2 separate regions of the Arachis hypogaea genome follow, and region 1 is linked to region 2. The links are chromatin contacts, called in public Hi-C maps. All regions are on one chromosome and are shown on one strand. Each heading gives the region's core, a stretch centred on a gene start, on an enhancer-like site or on the middle of the called end of the contact. The rest is flanking DNA. Distances are from core to core; before and after follow the strand shown.

The links. Hi-C and Micro-C count contacts between places; a contact is called where the count stands out from the background.
Region 1: a contact with region 2 is called in a Hi-C map of an unstated tissue, with 3 times the contacts expected there. The contact joins the promoter of LOC112703150 here to the promoter of LOC112703149 in region 2. A contact is called at or near these places in 2 of 8 Hi-C or Micro-C datasets (leaf and an unstated tissue).

What each region holds. Positions count from the first base shown.
Region 1 is chr7:56,513,887-56,516,895 of arahy.Tifrunner.gnm2.J5K5, forward strand. It overlaps LOC112703150 (chlorophyllide a oxygenase, chloroplastic), which reads left to right and starts at 1,473. Exons shown (of 9, transcript XM_025754479.3): 1 at 1,473-1,751; 2 at 2,431-2,655. The coding sequence starts at 1,677. It overlaps LOC140174371, which reads left to right. Exons shown (of 1, transcript XM_072198816.1): 1 at 1-397. The coding sequence ends at 397.
Region 2 is chr7:56,262,594-56,265,502 of arahy.Tifrunner.gnm2.J5K5, forward strand. LOC112703149 reads left to right here and starts at 1,449. Exons shown (of 4, transcript XM_025754478.3): 1 at 1,449-2,104. The coding sequence starts at 1,969.

The sequences.
Region 1 (3,009 bases), core at 223-2,722, 250 kb after region 2:
AGTTAGTGATGATCTAATAGGTGACAATATAGATGGTGAAACTGAGATATGTCTTCCAGAAGATATTGTTATTCCTTCTTCGGACCAAACATTTGATGAGTCGGTTCATTTTTCTTATCCAAATATTTTAGAAAACATGTCTTCAAATGATTTTTTCAAAGCAAGAACTATACTAGTTCCGACGCTTGACATCGTTGAAAAGGTCAACAACCATCTAATGGCTATCATTCTTGGAGGGGAAAAATTATATCTTAGTTCGGATTTAATATGTATGGATAAAGGGAATATGGAGAATCAACTAGATCTCTATGGTCCTGAATTACTGAATAGCATAAATTGTTCTGGTTTTCCTTTACATAAATTAATACTCATGGTTGGTGTTCCGGCATGTTTATGAGAAATATTGACCAATCCAGTGGTGTTTGTAATGGCACAAGGTTACAAGTTAGGAAGCTTGGAAATCATGTCATAGAATGTGAAGTCTTAACGGGTAATAACATTGGTCATATTGATTTGATTCCAAGAATGAATATGGTACCAACAAATGAAACTGTCCCAATTAGATTTCAACGAAGACAATTCCCCATAAATAGTATCGTTTGCTATGACAATTAATAAGTCTTAGGGATAAACTTTATCTGATGTTGGATTGTACTTGTCCAAACCAATTTTTACACATGACCAACTATATGTAGCACTTTCAAGAGTTAAGAGTAAGAGATATTTAAAAGTTTTACTTATGAATCACATAGAAATGTAGCAAATTCAACCATCAATATTGTTTATAAAAAATTCTTTAAAAAAATAGATTATAATGTAAATATTTTAATTTTATTTTAAATTATGTATTGAGAAAAATATATAATTATTTCACTTAAAAAAAATATAAAATGATAATTACTCAATATTTTTAAGTTAAACTTTAATTTTGATAATAATTTTATAAATTTTTTAAAATAGTAATTGTTTTGTGTATTTTTTTAAAATATTGAAAAATATATTTTTTATTTTTATAAATTTTTTCGTATTGGGTACGGTTCATACATTAGTTTTTTATAATAATAAATGTTAGCTAATTTTGTAGTATAAACAATATTTTTGTACATAATATATTGTCATATATATTGCACCAACTTTCATATAAATTGTTATTTTTTCATTAAAAAATTTAGTGCTAAATAAAATAAAATTATAACCGTTAAAAATTCAGACAAAATTACGCTACGATCTCAATACAATCTTTGAAAACCATTTTTGTCATAAACCCAATCTTTAGAGGAATTAAAATGAAGTTTATATAAAAGCTTTTTAAGGAAAAGAAAAATTGAAAAAAATAAAAAATTCAGAGATAAAGGGACAATAGACTGAGCGCCGAGAGGATAGAGAAGATATCTTCCCAATCCGAGCTGGCAACGTGTGATGGACCCACATTTTCAAGATACTATGAGAACCCCAAACAGCTGTGTGGACGTAGCTGCTGCCAAATAGAAACCAATGTGGAAACGCACTGCCACGTGGCGCACCGAGGGAGGCAAACTGAGATCGCGCGAAACACCAACCTCTTATCAACAAAACAAAATCCTAGCTCAAAGTTGAATCTCGGTCATTAATGTTTCCTTTCGTTTTCTCCTTCTCTTTCTTTCTCTCTCTTTCTGTTTTCTAAACCTTGCACCGCCATGAACGCCATAGCAACTGCTTCAGCTCTCACTCTGCCAATCTTCTGTAGAACAGCCAAACTTGACAGCAAAAAGGTATGCTTTATTTTATTTTATTTTTTGTAATTTGATTTTGAATTTGAATTTTTTCTTTTGTTTTGCTACTGGCTTTGTACTTTTTTGGTGCTTGTTCTTGAAAATGAAACTAGTCTTTAAAATCTTAAACGAGGTGAAGTTAATTTTAGAAGGTTGCATACTAGACAAGTAGAGGGAAACTTGTTGGGGGAGACTAAACTACACAAAGATTCATGTTAGTTTTTTGTTTTATTTTAATTTTTGGCATGCGATATTGGCGAGAGGTATGTGTGGTATATGCATTATTTCAATCTTTATTGCTGTTATGTAAAAAGGAAATTTCAAAAAAAAAAAATTAGCATGCTGTACTTGTCGTTTTCCCTGTATTTGCCATTGATTACAATTTTCTGATAGCTTTGGCGAAGAATTTGTTGAGGAATCCAGAAATAGAAAGATTTCAAGTACTTTTACTATTTTCAATGCAATTTTTTTTCTTATGGTTCCTTAATCAGTGCCATTATGGGCACTAAAAAGATAACAAATAAAAAATAAATGTTATACCTCTGTAGAAGCTCATTTTGCTGCTGTGTATGAGCTATAGAAAGTTTCTTCTCTGTAAATGCTACAATTTACGGCCTCTTATTTGTAGCTGAGGGAATAATAAGTAGCTTAAATTTCAGTTGGTATATAAAATTTTCAGGGTTTGAAAGGTAAATTCAGCGTGCTTGCTGTATTCGGAGAAGTAGAAAAGAAGAATGCATGGAGTGCAATCTTTGACGTGGAGGATCCGAGATCAAAAGTCCCACATTATAAAGGAAAGTTTTTGGATGTATATCAAGCCTTAGAAGTGGCAAGATATGATCTTCAGTACTGTGATTGGCGAGCTCGGCAAGATGTGCTTACCATCATGCTCCTCCATGAAAAGGTTCCAGTAGTTCACTTATATTATTCTATATACTTTAGAACTAGATTAAATCCCCTATTCATCCTCACCAAAAACATGAGGGACAAAGTAGTCTTTTAGGAGTTGAAACCGTCGTCCGTGAGAGACAAGTTTGTTACCTTTTTCCAGATAGTGAGAGACAAATTCGTCGTTTGAAATTTGTCATTTGAAATCACAAGCTATGGTTTTGTCTTTCTTGTTTTTTGCCAAGGAAGAAATTAAAAGTCTACAGTTTTATTGAAATTTGATGCTTGAAAGGATTATGGCATTTTTTATGTAAATATTGTGAGATTTTGGATAAACCTTGCCATTGGCATGCTGACAATGTCTCCATAA
Region 2 (2,909 bases), core at 199-2,698:
GAATTATTGTGATCTAAGTCTTTGTAGCATTGTATATAATATAATTTTTTTAATAGATTATGATTGTGTTTTATCTTCATATGTCATCAATTATTCTTCTTATTTGCCTTCGAATGCATGACGATAATCTTCTTGACTCTGTAACCATTTTACATTAATGTGATAGGATCACATTACATATAACCTATTGATGGTTGACTTATTAATTTAGTTAATAAACTCTAAGAGACTTTTTATGCTATTGATAGTTGACTTGATAGTTGACTTATTGGAACAATTTTATATCTTTTTCACTAACAAAACTTAGGAGACAAGGATAATAACCCTACGAATCACTTCTAAGCCAAGACTTTTTTATTCTATTGATTTAGATTTCTTCAATCACTTTTCGTTTACCTATTTTGGTCATTATTCCTTTAATCTCAATTCTCATTCTCACAAACAAAACCTCAAAGTTCATTGTGAATCTTGTTGTGTATTTTTTGGAATACAACTCGAGTTTAAACTCTTTTTCATTTTAAGAGGTTTAATGAACTTTTTTCAATTTAAATTTGATTTACGGTGCATTTGGCATATTGAAAAGGCTTTGTATTAAAGGATATCTAAGACCCCTTCGAGGACCATTTATCTTTTGAAGGCTTCTAGGAGATGTTGCATGTCAATAGTTCCATCGTAAACATCCATATCAGTAGGGTTACAAAACCTATTTGGGATCTCCATATCAGCACTAGTGAAAATTCATGTCTCTACCTCTTTTTCTTGACTAAGAAGCTCCATCGGTTATCTACTAGGAATTTGAGTAATTTTTGTAGTGACTAGGGCTTTTTCAATGTGGTTTGCTATACTCTTGGTAGATGGTTTCTTTCATAGAGGTGTTCTCCCATGATTAAAGACTCTCGTCATTGCCTTCTAAGATGATTAGGTGACAGTAGTTTTGGTGTAAAGGTTGGTTAATTATCATGTCATCACATATTTTTAATGAGAGAGGTTAGTTCTCTAAAATCATTAAGTGAAAGTCCCAATAGATAATGCCACTTATAAGATGCCAGATTTTTAAAAATTAAATAATAAATTATTTATGATTTATTATATTTAATTAAAATTATATTTTAAGAGATTTTATATAAAAATTAATTTTTTATTTATAATTTAAAGTTTAAGTAATTGAATAATATAAGAATTTTATATGTTTTAAGTTGAATAATTAAATTTTTAACTTTATCTTATAATCTTAAAGGAAATTGATTTTTATTATCTCTAATTCTTGAGTTAAAGTAATTATTTGAAAAAAATTTGTAAACTTATAAATAAATAGTATTTTCTTTTAAAGATAATTTTATTGAAAGAAAAAAAATTCTCAATTAAAAATTTATACCCTAATTATATTATTAGTTGTCCCAAAAAAAACCCTAATTTATTAAATATCCCCAAAAATCTCCAACCCTAATATTTTCTTCTCTTCAGCCGCCATACCTCCCTCCTTTCTTCCAAAGAATACACATACACACACCCAACAACAGAGAGAGAGAGAACCAGAGCCGTGGGAGAAGGGAGAAATGGAGGAAGACCGTGTTGGCGCCGTGAGTCTTGCCACCGCGGTCGACGCCGCTGCAGTGAGGAGGCGCTGCCATGGGCTGCGTAGCCATTGCCGTCGAGCTACAGAGAGAGTGCTTGCGAGAAAGAGCTCTCGCCGTTCAATGCAAAGCCGTCGCCGCCATTCGTTGAAGTTACCGTCTAACTGTTGTAGAAAAGACAGAGGATCTGCGCGAGGGAGGAAGGCCGAGAGGGAGACGACGTGATCATGGAGCTCGTCCCTGCCATTGACTGTGTCGCCGTCCGTGGAGCTGCAAGGGATTTATAGTTGTTGTTGCTGGGCCGTCGCTGAACCGCTGCCACAGTTGGGTCTGCAGTGGTGGTGGAGGTCGCTAGAGGAAGAGAGAGCTAGTGGAGAAAGAGAGCAAGTGAGATATGAGGAAAGAGAGAGATCTCGTGGGAGAGAACGCAAAGAGGAAGAACTGGAATTGCCGCTGTGCTTTGCCTTCGCTGTCGCTGCCGCTGCTGTTGGAAGCTGCGCCGCTGGTAACTACCGCTAGCTGTCTTCTTGGTAAGCGTTCGTTTCCGAAACCCCTTGAAATTAATGTTTTGTAATAATCCGTTAGGGATTTTGAGATATTGGCAACTTAGGGTCGAGTTTCGGTCATTGCATGTTGTGATTGAAGCTGCCGCTGCTGCGGGTCAGAAGGAAAAAGAGATTTTTGACGCGTTTCATAGCTTTTGGATTTCGACAATCGAGATAGGGCGATTTCCTAAACTTAATTTATTATCAAGAATTGTTTTAAGTTGATATTAATTTGAAAAATATATTTTTATGATTTCGTAAGTTTTATGAATTAAACCGAGTTTTCTTGAATAAATGTAAATGCTAGTTTGAATGGTTTATTGATTGATTGAAGATGTTTAGTTAGGTTTTGTATTTGGTTTAAAGTTATTATGATGATGATTGAATTGTGATTGTTTCTGAATATTGAGTGGGAAAGTTAGTTTGATTAAATACTTTGTAAAATAATTTTCTTGGTTCGGGATTAATTTGATATTAAAAATGAATCGGCATTTAAAATGATTTGGGATATTTGGAATGGGTTTTGTTGGTTTATTGAGAAAAGAGTATGTTTTGATCTTTATGGAGAAAAGATTTATGTTTTAAGTTCGAACTATTAATAAAAAGGATTATGCCTTGGATTTGATTTATTAAGAAAAGAAGCATGTTTTGAGTTTGATTTAACAACTACATTTTAAGGAATTATGATTCAAGGAGTTTAATAATTTTAAAGAACAAGATTGGTTGTCATGTCATCCTTCCTAAAGTCTCGAGACTCTGCCGTGAGGTTTAATTAATAAATGATTCTTTT